Regions from separate parts of the Pan troglodytes genome. Here region 1 is linked to region 2. The links are chromatin contacts, called in public Hi-C maps. All regions are on one chromosome and are shown on one strand. The core of a region is the stretch at or near the end of the contact, and the rest is flanking DNA. Distances in the headings are between cores, read along the strand shown. Region 1 holds the start of PRKAA2 (protein kinase AMP-activated catalytic subunit alpha 2). Region 2 holds the start of FYB2 (FYN binding protein 2).

Region 1 (7,417 bases), core at 879-3,378, 170 kb after region 2:
TGAGTATTCTACTCTACATTCAGATTACAGTATATGAACTTAAAAAGACAAGCAAAAACTTTTAACACAATATGAAAGGACATAGGGTTAAGTTATATAACTTTGAGTGTACATGTCCAAATGTCAAAGGCGCTGTTTGCTTGAGCAACTGTATAATGTTGTAACACAATAGTCCTTAGTAATAATACTAAATGACAAGTAACATTACAGGCATTAATCCAATCCCTGGATTGTCCTGTATTCATCTTAAATACATTCTAACTATCCACTTTACTTATAAGGTCTTTCAAAAATAACCCAGGACTTTATAACCCTCACAGGACAGCAAAGAATTTTACAAACTTTTTAGGTCTTTGCAAAAATACCACCTTGTCTGACCACCTTATTGAAAACTGCCAACCTCACAAAACTCTCTATCTTCCCTTCCCTGATTCGTTTTTCTCAATAAAATTAAACATACCTTTTACATATATATTCTGATTACTGTCTGCCTTCTCCTACTAGAAAGCTAAACAAAAAGATCTGTTTTTTCCTTGCTGTATCCTCATTGCCTAGAACAGTGCCTACCACGTTGCAGGTGCTCAGCGTTTTTTGAACAAATGAATGAGTATTAAATACGTGCAAGAAAACAGGAGCTGATTCTTACCACAGGAATGAAAAATGAGTCTCTTCTACTCATTCAACAGCCTTGACTTGGGGTTAAAATATGAATTTTACAAGGAAATAGAGACCTCAGAATAAAATTTCCAGACTGCCTACCCAGCATTTCTTCAGCAAAGAGAAAAAAAAAAAGGTCAATATTTCACTTATAATTCTGGACTTGCAACAAAGTATTTTTAATAAACAACTGTCTCTATTCTGGAGAGAAGGCAGGTTAATTAAATCCCATGTGACTAATTAACAAAAAAGAAAACAAATGAAAGTTCCATACTTACCTATTCTTACTAGTTACTTAACTCGAATAAAGTATAACATTTCAAAAGCAGCCTGTTTTTCTACATCCAAAAGGGGATCCTATCTCCATGAAGACAGACCTTAGCAGAATATGCCTTAGCAGTCCTGATCTCCTCAGCCTCAAATCCTCCAAACACCAAGGAAACTTTTTCTCTCCCTTACCCTAGAAGTCTTCCCATAGCCATTTTACAAACACAAACACCTTCAGACCTCTCTGTTTTAATTAACCTCTGACCCAATCCAGCTGCATTCCAGCGTTAAACAACACCCCAGGAAGAAAGACTCACAACCTCTGGCCCCTGGAGCATCCCCCAAACAGTCACCCCCAACAACCGAGAGTCCTGGAACGTGAAGGAATCTGGGGATGGCAGGGACCTCCCAGCAAGACCAGAATTGGAGGACATCTTAGACTTCACTCTGGTACTGCCCATTTCTGTGTGACCTTGGGCTTGTTACTACATCTCTAGGGGTCCTAGTTTTCTCACCTTTAGGGTGAGGACAACATGTTGACCAAGTCACTGTAAGGATTCAATGAGATTCCATGTAAAGCACCTAACAGGGCACCCGGCACGAAACGGCGCCTCAGTCCTCAGTAGCGTGGATGATCCCCGCCCTAAGCCTACAGGCTCAGAGCTGGAAGGCGCCTCGCAGAACGAGTCCAGTTCTCCCGATTTTGCAGAGGAGGGCACTGAGGTCCAGAGAACACAGAAGTGCCTTGCTCCGACCTCCAGAAAGGCAGATGGGCGCGGGACCTGGAACCCAGGACGCCCATCCTCAGCTCACACCCCCGCCCTCTTCCCTGGACCCTGCGGGGCCCGGGCGCCGGTGCCAGGCGAGGCGGTGCGCGCCACCCTCCCGGGGCCCCAGCTCCGCGCGACCCGGGACCGCTCCACCTGCCGCCGAGCCCCGCGCTCGCCTGAGGCCCGGGGCTCCCGCCTCTCCCCCCGGCCTCCCGCAAGTCAGGCAGCCCCGCACAGCGGTCCGGAGCGCGTACTCAACTCTTCACTTTGCCGAAGGTGCCGACGCCCAGCGTGTCGCCCAGCACGTAGTGTCCGATCTTCACCCGCCCGTCGTGCTTCTGCTTCTCAGCCATCTTCGGCGCGCGCGGCCTCGCTCCGCCGCCTGCCGCTCCGCGTAGCAGCCGCCGCCGCCGCCTACCCACAGTGCAGCGGGCCCTGCGGGCGAGGGGGCGGACCCCGAGCCGCGAGGGGCGCGGGGCGGGCGCGGGGTCCCGGGAGGGGGCGCTGGGCGCTTCGGACCCAGGTGGGAAGCAACGGGCGAGCGGCGGGCGGGGCGGGGCCGAGGGAGGGAGCGCGAGGCGCCCGCTCCCGGGAGTGAGAGGCTCCTGCGGCGGAACCCGAAGCAGCGACAGCGGGGGCCGGGGACGCGGGGCGCTGGGCGGGAGTGCGGGAGGGGCGGCGCCAGATGCGCGGGGTCCGAGCGAGGGGCGGAGGCGACAGGTGCTGCGAGGGGGGTAGGCGAGGGTGCCGAGGGAGGCAGGAGGCCCTTTCTGAGGAAAACCGAAGGGGGTGAAAATAGGGGGTGAGACTGGGGCCCGATCCTAGGGAATGGAAAGACTTGGAAGTCAGACTGGAAGAAGAGACGGGCCTCGGGTGTTGGGAGCGAGGGGCTGTAAAAGGGAAGAGTCGGGAGGGGAGACTGCGGGAAGGGCCCTGGCCAAAGGGGCAGTGGCAGGAGAGCCTCTAGGAAGCTCCTCAAGTCTCGTCTGAGGCTTTTGGATACGGGTCGCGGCACAGGGAGAACGCACGCAGCTCTGTACTCTCTTGAATTGTCCTCCTCTACTTATTCTGTAATTCCCAATTATTTTGTCCTATAGATGGAAGAGACCCTCTCCGCCAGAGCTCTCAATTTTAACTAATTTGCCCACAGTTTTCCAAAAAATCTCAGTCACGGTATTTGCTCGAGTGTTTTTTAGCACATGCTTATATAAATATGTAGTTTTACCACGCGCTTATATAAACATATAGTACCGAAATGTGATACAGCTGTACAAGAAGGAAATGGGAAAGACGTGGAAAGGGAAACAATATTCTGCCCACAGAAAGTAAAATACGTAAGCTACAGAGGAATTGTGAAGGGCGAGGCCAGTACAAGGTCACATATTAAAGGAAGAATAAATGTGATATAGAAGTGAAAAGAGTGGTAAGAGGAAATTAGAAGCATGATGCCTAGGCAGCGTGTTCAAAGACTGACCTCCCCACCCTCCCCCCACAAAAAGAAAAAAAAAGAAAAAAGACTGGCAAAGAATTAGGTAATAAAGCGATTATCTCTGCCTCTCTTCCTTCTCTCCCGCCCTTCCTTCCCTCCTTCCTTCCTTTAATGTTGTCTCATTCTTTAATGTTGTTCTGTCTTTCAGTGATTAAAGTTTATTTGCTTCTCACCACACACACAAAAAGATTCGTATACAATATGTTTAATTAGCTTGACTTATAGCCATTCCACAATCAATATATTTCAAAACATATACATACTAAATATATACAATTTTTATTTGCCAATGAAATAAAAAATTTTAAAACAGTAAAAAAAAAAATTCTGTTTGGGGCTAAGTAATTAAGGATTAGTCAAACATTTATAGCACTGCATGCCAGTAGAGTTTCAAGGTCACATTCCTCAAACATGAAGTCTCTTGAACACTGTTTATATGTAAATTGAAATGTATTGATCAAAAAGAATAGGACACAACAAAACTTTGTTTTCTGATAAGTACTAAATATAGAAATTTCAAACATTCATTTTCATCCAAACATCAAGACAATCTGATGAGAGATGATCACAGCTTATAAATTATAGATATCACAGCTGTTAAACAGAGGCTATTTTTGTTCATTCTTCAGATCATCTTCCTTGCTGACAAGTATCATCTAGGAATCACTCTACCTCGCTGGCAATTTTGAGAAAATAGCCAGTTATTTTTGTGCTGAACTTTCATCTGGTTAAGGGTCATTCCTTCAGCATTCAAGTGAGTAAGAAAAGACCTATTCTGCTTTTGAGGTATGAGATGTATATGTCTTCTGCTCTAATATCCCGTTAAAAGATGTTGAAAAGTCTTCACTTGAAGTTAGATGATTGCTTTCTTGAAGCTACATAAAGACTAACTGTAAATTGAGATTTCAAAGCATTTCGTACTGTCTTAACTATTTGTTGATAAATACTATAAGTTAAATTATTATATACTTCATAACTATGATTCTTACATAGCTATTGTGGACTACCTTATAGTTTTGTTACTATGTGAAACATCTATGATACTTTGTTGATTAAGAAGTTCATTTAAACACAATTATTTAATTGTCATAAAAGAAAGATTATTATTCCCATTTTATAGACGATAAAACTTAGTTTTTCCCTTTCTGATTTGCCCAGGGCTAAAAAGTGGCAGAGTCAGAACTCATATCCAGTTCTGACTTGTCCTTCAGTCTGCCTACTATACCGCAGCTGCCTATGCCAAAAGAAAGTATGGTGCTCTAAGAAAGTTAAAAATTGTCACAGTTGTGGTTCCATTTTCATATTTTTATTATTTCTTGGGCAGTCCGATAATATATCCTATAAATTTGTAAGTATTTAAACTACTTTTTGTTGTTTTTTTGACTTTTATTTAGAGGAAAGGTTGAATGGTAAGTGGGTAAGAAGGACAACTCTTGGTGGCAGTACTCAGCCCTCTGTTGTCCTGGACACTTCAAGATAAGGTTCCATATTTGCCTCTTCCTACTCAGCAGTAGAAAACCCGACAGTTAATCAGAGTAGATCTCCTTAAGGGTCATGCCTCTTGGAGGTCTCACCCCTAAAGATGACCTGGTAAATGCAATGTTCCCATTTTATTATCTTCCAATGAAGGTTTCACGCCGCTATTGTTTAGTACCAATCTCTAAGACCAGTGCCCCAGGGAGATGTTCAGTTCTTAGCGCTGGTCCAACTATTACTGCTTTACCCTCCTGCTTCTGAAACTTTGGGGTTGTTTACCTTCAAATATTCTAAAATAAGTCCTGAATAGGACATTAATGCAAGACCACTAAACTAATATACTGTACTAGACACCATTGGTATTATCAGTAACCAGTTATTTCAAGTCTTTGCTCACAGTCACCTTCTTGGTGAACCCTACCCTGGCCACCCTATTTAAGTTGCAGTTTCTTTTTTTTTTTTGTAATTTTTTTGTAATTTTTTTTTTTTTTTTTTTTTTTTAGAGACAGGGTCTCGCCATGTTACCCAGGCTGGTCTCAAACTCCTGGACTCAAGTGATTGTCCTGCCTCAGCCTCTCAAAGTACTGAGATTACGGGCGTGAGCCACCGCACCAGGCCTAAATTGCAGTTTTATCTCACTCATGCTCTCTGCCCTGCACTCTCGTCCCCTGACCCTCCTCAACTTTTTTACATAGCACTAGCCATCTAACATACTATTTAATTTATGTGCTTATTATATTTTTGTCTGTTTCTCCCAATTAGAATCTAAACTTCACAAAAGAAGAGAGGCCTTTTTTCTCTATTTTGTTCACTGATGTATCCTTAGCTCCCGGGACAATGCCTGACAAAATATGGATATCCAAGCAGATTCAGAATGTGGCACCTGAAGTTTATTCAGTGTGGGGGAATCTCTTTAAGGGAAAAAAAATGCAAAATTGGGTATGAAAGTGAGAATTTGAAGTGAAAAACAACTCTCTACAAATTTATAAAAGCTGACAAATGCCACAAACATCCCCAAATCCAGAAAAATAACAATATTTTTATAAATTAATTATCTAACATACCTCTATAATACCTGTTTTCTACATTTTCTGGCTGTATACTCTTTGATTACCTCTTTATATTTTGTAAATTTTTAAATAGAATAGAAAGATAATTCTGACATTAAGCATGATTCATTACGTTTTTCATTACATGTTTCTTTTTAGGTTTTCCATTGTACATGTTTAATATAGCTAATATAGAATTTATCAATTCTATTATCATATACATTATACATACCTATAGATAGATACATATATGTATTTATATTTACATATTATATATGCAAATGATATGTTCATACCCCACTTGCTGTTTCTGGGGCCTGGTGGAACCTGGTATATCATTCCAAAAATATTTGCTAAATTGAATTTTAGAAAGGGTTAGTTACTAAGCTAGAGAATCAAGTAACAACAATACAGGGAAGAGTGCAGTTTTATTTTATGTATACACATATTAAAGGCAAAGCATAATTTTCCATCTCAGCACAGCAGTCATTAGTGAGGTTAGAGAGGCATGAGTTAGCACCTTTGAAGTCTATAGATTCATCATATAGGGCTTCTATGGCTGTCTCCAATTTAAAATAAAAAAGTTGGACACTCGATGAATAATAAAGGATGTTTATGGTATTTTATAGGAAGTACAAGCTCAATAATTACATTTTTAAAATTTTGTGTGAAAAATTTCAAACATACACAAAAGTAGAGTAACATAAATAACCTTAGCATCTGTGATGATCAACAATTGTCATCATTTACCCATCTATCTCTGCACTTTTTAAATTTATTTTCAGGAGTATGTTAAAGTAAATAAGCAGATTATTTCACTGGCAAATACTACAGTATATAGGTCTAACAGATAAGCACTTCTTTTTAACACAACCATACTACTACTAACATATCTAACAAAATTAGCACTAATTCCTTACTGTTATGAAATACCCACTCTGTGGTGAATATCCCTTGATTGTCTCAGGAATGTAGTTTTACAGTTGGTTTATGCTAATCAGAATCAAAAAAGTCATACTTACCATTTTGTCAATACATCTATTTTAATATGTAGTGTTTTCTCTTCCCACTCTTTTTAAAAAATGTCATCTATTTGTTGAAACATCGAATTATTTTAACTGTTGAATATCCCGATCTTGTTGGATTTATCTCAATAATTATTCATGATCACAAGAGGTAGTAGAGAAAGCTCAGTATTTGGAATAAAAAATCATGGCCTGGTGCAATGGCTCACACCTGAAATCCCAACACTTTGGGAGGCCGAGGCAGGTGGATCTCTTGAGTCCAGGAGTTCGAAACCCACCTGAGCAACATGGTGAAAATGTGTCTGTACAAAAAATAACTGGACTGGTGGAGTGCGCCTGTAGTCCCAGCTACTAGGGAGGCTGAGGTGGGAGGATCACCTGAGCCTGGGAGGCAGAGATTGCAGTAAGCCAGGATCACAGCACTGCATTTCAGCCTGGGCAACTGAGCAAGACCTTGTCTCAAAATTATATGTATAATTAAATATGTGTGTATACATATATATACATATATGTATGTATGTATGTACGTATATATGTGTATATATACATACATATACTCTCTCTCTCTATTATCTATGTGTATATATTTGTATATGTACATATATATCCTGAGTTCATGTTCCATCTCAGCCTCTTAGCAATGTGTCCTTAAACTGAGCATTTCACTTCTTATTGGTAAAACTA
Region 2 (7,309 bases), core at 3,394-5,893:
TTGAGCCCTTCTGTTCTCTGGAGGATGCAGTGTTCAAGGCGCCATCTTGGAAGCAGAGACCGGCCCTCACCAGACATGTGGCCCTCACTAGACACAAAAACTGCAGTCATCTTGCTCCAGACTCCTCGACTGTGAGCAATAAATTTGTGCTGTTTACAAATTACACAGTTAAGGTATTTTGCTGTAGCAGCACAAACAGACTAAGATACCAACTGACCTGCAGATTTTGTGGAGAGACCTACCACTCCTACATCCTAGTACTCTGAGCCTCTAAACATTGCATTCATGTGGTATGTCTATGCCTTGAAGTCCAGACCCAAGAAAAACAAACCCAAAGAGAGACGGGGGTTCCCTGCTTGAGTTTTCTGTCTAAAGACTCACTTTTCTGGATGATGGAACATGGGAGTGATTGACATTGGAAAAGATTTCTTACTTCCAGGCAAGCCCCATCTTCTCCCCACAGAGGAATGGTGTTCCTTTGATCTCAACAAGACAAGCATATCAGAAAACATCTTAATAATTCATCTGAGTGATGCATACATAATGTAACTGGCATTAGTGGGGGAAGACCATTTCTTTACAAGAACCAAAAGGGTTGCTACATCCCTAGCTCCAAGCACAGCACCTGGCTCAAAGCAGGTGCTGAGATTCTTATTAAAAGACTATTAAAAGAAAAGCAACTTGTCTTGGTCATGTTTGCTTAGCATCCTTCAAAAAAGCTCTTACTATATTATTACACACTTATTAAGATGTTTACTTAGATGAGCACAGAATTGAGATGTGAGCTTCATTCAAGGCAAAGGAGAGATCAGCTGGATTAAATGTTTTTCAAAAACTGGTAAAATGGAAGCAAGACCTTTCTTGAACCCACACACTTCCAAGATAATTCTAGGCATTTTATCCTTAAATATTTTATCTTTAAATAATTGTATACCTTATACAAATTGTCCCATGTTTCTGTCCTGATTATCCATCCCTTCCTAGCTTCCCACCTGCCCTGTCTTCTACATGGCTATTATCTTCATTTCATATCATCCTTCTTACCTGTTTTTTTAATGGTCCATTCCCTCAACCCCTTTTGCAGCCGCCATGGAATGGAGGAAAGAGCAATGGATTAGGGCAGGGCAGAGTTCAGATGGAGAAACAGAACTGTACTCTCCGCATGGCCAGGACATCTGCCTAACCTTTCTGAGCCTCACTTTCTTCATTCATCAACCAGAGATAGCATCTCTTATCTCACAACATTGTCATGAGGAATAGAAGAAAATATATGCAACTGTGTAGCCTGCTACACAATAGACTCTCAATAAATTTCACTTCTTTCATCTTTCCTTCTCTCCCTTTTGAAAGCAGTCAGGATATAAATTATACATAAATAAATTACATGTTGTGCTGGAAATCCTCAGAAATGATTAATCTAACCAATAAGAATTTTAATATTAATAATAGGTTACTCTAGCAGTACCAGCCTAACTCTAACAATCAATCTACACAGTCTGGCTTTGTCATCATATAACATACAGTGCTCAAAGTTTACCTTAGAAAGAGGTGAGGACACGTGATTTCCCATTTTCAGATCTGTTTTAAATGCTCCTTTTTTTTTTTTTACATCGGGGTATTCTGTTTCACACCATTGCTTATGATACAAAGTGTAAGTAATATGTTTGCTGAGAGAGGAAAGACTGAGACATAATAGGAGACACTGCAGAGCTCCAAGCAGAATCTGAGATTGAAAGTAAGGTTTGGAAACATTAAGAATGTGCTGGAAATACTGATTTCTGCTGCTCAGTTCCCCGAAGAATGGATGGGCCCTTTTTGGAGAGTATGGCACGTCATCCCTGCTACGCAGAGGAGCAAACTGGAACTAGGGGCTTGAACAACTAGAAATATCTAGAAGATTTTGAGCCAAACTTCAGCCTAAGTATCTGCTAAGCTTTCTCACAGACTACGTTCAAAATTGAGTTTGGAAAAAACTGCTTCAAAGAACCCTTCAAGCTCTCCAATGCTGTGAGTTTATGATTCTGTATTTCTCTACGATTTAAATAGAAGCAAACAGAGCACCTGTGAGCATGGTCTCTGAAGTCAGCCTTCCTGGATTGAAGTCTCTGATCTTCCACTGGTTGTGTTACCTGAAGAGGAGACTTAACTTGTATGTGCCTCAGTTTCCTCTGCTGGAAAATTAGGATCATAATAAGGACTAAATAAAATGATGCTCGCAAGGTCTGGGGCACTGATCCCAGCAGGCAGTAGGTGCTCAATCAGTCATTTCTTTATACATGATTAAGTGAACCTTCCTGGCTTTAGGCCAGTAAGATCTGCCCTGGCCTAAAGCTAGCAGGAGGTCACCAAAGCACCTTGGATATAGCAGGATTTCATACATCTTTACTGAATTGAAATATTTATTCATAAGGTGTAGTGATATCTGTTGCAACTTAGGTCAACCTTCAAATTTCCCATCCAAAACTCTCCCCACAATGTCAGCAATTTGTACCCACCTCTTCTGCCTTCACCCTCCCATGTAGTCATGTATGAGTTCTCCTTATAGCAAATGAATACAAGGATCTGCCACTTATGGGATGGGGGCCCATGAGAAAACTGGGATTATTACAGGGAAATAAAATGATGCTACTTCATTTGTATATCCAAGTGCTACATGAGCACTTTGACAATGACACAGCCACCAACCATTGAGGAGGAGAGGGGAAAGAAAGAGAGGAACTGACATTACTGGTGTTTACTCATTGCTAAGCCACCCTATCGGGAGATTTTCCCATGGCCATTAGTCCTTAAGCCAACGCTGCCAGACTCTTGTTTACTTTTACAGATGAGAAACATACATGTCAGAGTTGACTTTCCCAAGACCAGCAGCTAGTGGGGAAACTGAGTTTAGCACCTAGAGGATCGTAAGACATACAGCAAGGGATCCTCTGCCATTCCAAGAGTCATAGCTCTTAAGCCGACTGGCAAAACAGTACCCACCCCTAACAGCTACCAATGATTAGTGCCTAGGACCTAGCACTGTAACTAGCCAGAAACCAAAGCAAAATGCGCAGACCTCCCAGGAAGGCGGAGATGAGAGTCCTGCTGCCCTGCTCCACCCCATCTGCCAGTGTAGGCTGGCCTGAGGCCACTAGGGGGAGCCCTTGCACTAGGAGCAAAGGGAATTTGACAGCCCAATTATCAGTTGGGACTGCGGGGAGGGGAAGGCTCCAAGTTCTCCAGAGCTTCCTCCACTGTTTTATTTACAAACTTATACACATAGGAGCATGAACCAGAGTGCTAAGGGAAAGTTACAGATGACCTTTGGCCTAGGTCCCCTTTAGCTTCAGAAATAGGCCCCCCAGCTGACTGGGAGCAGAGTCTACACAGCAGTGTTGGCCAAACAGAGAGTCATGAAGTCAAGAAAGTGCTACCATTTATTTAATTCAATGGCATGTCATGGCTCAGAACAGAATGGAAAATATCAGCACGATTACACAAGGTAAGAGTGAGTACTGCTTTGGGGAGTTTTTCTTTTAGCTGATGTGTATGTGTGTTGAGGAAGGATGTAAAAGGTACATCTTACTGTGAGTCATTCATTAATAAAGTTTAAAATACATAGACCTCAAAGGCTTTTATAAAACCCAAACTGCCAGTCCCTGGGCCAGAAGCATTGATGCAGTGTTTTATCTGGGACTTGAATCCTGTATTTTTGATAGATTCCCAGGCAGCTCTGGTGATCAGCCAGGTTTGGGAATCACCTGTTAGAGGAAATGGCCCTCAGGCGGGGTCTCCTCACCTGTGCTCCACCCTGCCTCTCCCTGGTCAGGACAGGAGAAGATTTCTAAGAACTTGACAAAGCAAGAAAAGTCACACCGGTTACACATAAAGCAGGGCACAGGCCACCCACTCTGCCCATCCCCCACCCCGGGACAGCTGAAAGCCCCAAAACTGGCAACTGAGGTTTGGGTTTCCATCTCCAGCTCTGTCATAAAAACAAACAAACAAAAATAACCCCAGCAAAATAAAATCACTTTAGAGTCAGCCAGATCTGGGTTCCAACCCTGGCTCTTCTACTTACTACCTATGTGACCATGGGCAGGTGTTACCATCTCTCTGAGACTCAGTTTCCTCACTTTTTTTTCTTTTTTTTTTGAGACGGAGTCTCACTCTGTCCCCCTGGAGTGCAGTGGCATGATCTCGGCTCACTGCAACCTCTGCCTCCCAGGTACAAGCAATTCTCCTGCCTCAGCCTCCCAAGTAGCTGGGATTACAGGCACCCACTACCACACCTGGCTAATTTTTTTTATATTTTTGGTAGAGACGGGGTTTCACCATGTTGGCCACGCTGGTCTCAAACTCCTGACCTCAAGTGATCCACACACCTCGGCCTCCCAAAGTGCTGGGATTGCAGGTGTGAGCCACTGCACCCAGCCATTCTTCACCTTTTAAAATGGGAATCCAAATGCCTCAATAAACACCAGGCCAAAAACAGGGTGCTGCTTTATGTTAACTCCTTTTCTGGCCTCCACTAAATCCCCCTGTGGGCTTAGCATGCTGTCCTGCTGGGCTTTGGTTTCCCTGACCGTGAGAAAGGGTTTGTGAAATTAAGTAGCCGTCTGCAGGGGCGGAGCTGGCAGAGGTTGTTACTAACGGGGATCACACTGTCCGGCCTGCATGGTCTGTACTAACAGGAGCCTGCCATCCCCATTCCTTCGCAGCTCCTGCTGCCTGGGCACAAATGCCCTGGAGAGTGAGTGACTGTCAGACCAGCCGGAGGGGAGCAATGGGAAGAGCCGCTTGCTGAGAAGAGGTGGGCTTGGCAGGACTGCAGATGGAGTACTCTCCCCAACCCCCTGCAGGTGCTTGTCTAAGCCAAGCTGGGAGGATGGAGGCCGGCCCTGGCCCAGCCCCAGGCAAGGGAGGAGCCTCAGCCCAGATGGGGCAGGTGGGGAGTCTGGGCTCAGGTGTGTCCTGTGGGAAGTGATTGCTCCCTGGCTAGCAGAGACAGAGGAAAGCGGATTGTTGGCCCCAGGACCCAGCTCTGAGAGGCTGGGCTTGTTTCCCCGACTCTGCCTTGGAGGAAAGCAATGGAAGGGGTAAGGCTGTCTCGGTTTTGTTGCCGGCTTTCTGTGTGTCTTTTCTTGCAGGACAAGTTCCTCCCACTTGAGAGCCCTGGGGAAAAACTGCTTGTGTGTGCTGCCTCCTGGGCAGGAATAAACATGTCAGGTGTCAGCCAGTGCATTTCTGCTCATACTGGCTTTGCTCAGGGCGGGTGGGAGGGAAGAGGAGTGTGCCATGTCCTGTGCCACCTGGAGTGTGAGGGGACAGGAGGTGCTGAGGAATGACAGCATGTGGCCTAGCTCTACCCAGCCAGCTGGACTCCTGACCTATTCCCAGATCCTCCGTTGAAGCGCCTGCTGGCTTCTCTCTGTGTTTACTTGCCCTTGTGGACTGTATCCGGCCTCTGCAGTGATTAGCGGGCCTCCTGGTCAGAGAGCAGTGCTTGGTGCTAGGAAGCCGGCTGTGCAGTGCTCTTTTGTGGCTTGTGGCTCTAGACCGGGCTCTGCTCCTTGTTAACTGTGTGGCCTGGGGCAAGTGTGTCCGTCATCCTGAGCCCTGGGTCCCTCACTCATGAAAGAGAATTACTGGTACAATAACTACTTTGTGAGACTATCAGAGGTGCTTGTATAAATAGAGATGTATGGAAAAGTATCCTGCCCTACGCCAGCATTCCCTGCCCCTTGGATGGCTGAGTGCTGTTGGCACAGTTGGAGACGTCTTGCCTGACTGACCACATCTTCCTTTTTCCTTCTCCAATTCTCCACTCTCCTGTATTTCCGTCTTCAGTAAGTCAGTTTCTTTTGATGTGCGTGCGCGTGTGCGTGTGCGTGTGTGTGTTGCTTCCATACTTTTTATTATATATTTGGAGTCAAGTCATTTTCTCCCATGAATCATGTGGCTTCTCACCCACAAGTTTGGTTTTAAATCAGGGCAGAGGATCCATTTTAGCTTTTGCTGGTCAGGAAAAGCTCCCCTTTGTCTCAGGGCAAAGGGCGTGTTTCTCTCTGTGGCAAATCACTCCAGTCCAAATAGCTGAGTTTTGGAAAGGGGTGAGCAGGGGCATGTTGGTATGACTTCATCTCCCTCCTCTGAGTTCTCCCCGCCACCCCCACCTCGACCATACCACTTAGTAACTTTTAAGAAACTCCTCCTTGACGGGAAAGTGCCAGGCTGAATAGATTTAGCGTGCTTGTAAGAAAAGGAAACTGACTTACATTTTTCCCGTCTCTGATGGGCCAGGATCCGCACTGGCATCCATTATTTCAGTTTATCTGATGACAATACAGTGTGGTCTATGCCATTGCCCCATTTATTGTAGATGAGGTAACTGACAATGTTATCACTTGCTCAGTATCATACCACTGGCAGCAGAGCTGGGACATGAGCTTACATGTGTCAGTGCCAACTATAAGCCAAGCATCGCTAGCAAGGATTACAATAGGACAGCAGGAAGAATGTTAGGCAAATTAGACAAAAATGTACAAAAGAGCATGTTTGTTAGCTAATCACATTTTTATGGGATAAGCTAATATGATTATATAACTTTCACTGCTCAGAGAGAGAAAAAAATCAAGAGAGAAATAAGAGTGGTTTCTCATCTTGAAAGAAGGATTTGTTTCATTTTTTTAAATTAACAAAATATTCATTTATTCAATATATATTTATTGAGGACGTGGTTTGTGTGGTCAGGTCCTGCTTTGGTGCTGCAGATGCAGCAGTGAACCAAACGGTTGAAGATACCTGCCTTCCTAAACCTCATATTCTAGTGAGAGAAGACAAAAAAATCTATATATGGGTCAAATGGCAGTAACTGCAATGTAGATACACAAAGCAGGGAAGGGTATAAGGATGGTCAGGCAGGAAGAGGGACTGCTATTTTCAATGAGACCGTTTCAAGAAAGGTGTCAATGGAAGGTGGCATTTGAGCAGAAACTTGGAAAAGGTATAGGAATTAATGGGCTGTGTGGATATCTTAGAGAAGAACATTCTACAGAGAAGTAACAGCAGATATAAACGCCCTGAGGCAGAAGGTCGTGGGTGTTTCAAGGAATGACTGGAGCTGGAGGAAGTGAAGGAGTGTTCAGAGAGTGGGGTCAGATGTTATAGGGCCCTGGAGGCCATTGTTGAAACTCGAGCATTTCCTCTGAGCGAAATGGAGAGCCACCTGGGCATTGTGGACCAGGCAATGACGCAATCCAACTTACATTTTAAAAGGATCATCTGACTACTGTTTTGAAAATAGATACTAGGGACAGAAAGTGCAGAA

The links. Hi-C and Micro-C count contacts between places; a contact is called where the count stands out from the background.
Region 1: a contact with region 2 is called in a Hi-C map of stem cell-derived neural progenitor cells, with 3 times the contacts expected there. The contact joins the promoter of PRKAA2 here to the promoter of FYB2 in region 2. A contact is called at or near these places in 1 of 7 Hi-C or Micro-C datasets (stem cell-derived neural progenitor cells) and 1 of 1 datasets of contacts at active chromatin or transcription factors (stem cell-derived excitatory neurons).

The regions. Positions count from the first base shown.
Region 1 is chr1:174,335,017-174,342,433 of NHGRI_mPanTro3-v2.0_pri, forward strand. It overlaps PRKAA2 (protein kinase AMP-activated catalytic subunit alpha 2), which reads right to left and starts at 2,129. Exons shown (of 9, transcript XR_010153841.1): 1 at 1,954-2,129. It overlaps LOC134809110 (a long non-coding RNA gene), which reads left to right and starts at 2,117. Exons shown (of 3, transcript XR_010153854.1): 1 at 2,117-2,217; 2 at 3,813-3,937.
Region 2 is chr1:174,158,536-174,165,844 of NHGRI_mPanTro3-v2.0_pri, forward strand. It overlaps FYB2 (FYN binding protein 2), which reads left to right and starts at 4,644. Exons shown (of 20, transcript XR_008547630.1): 1 at 4,644-5,078.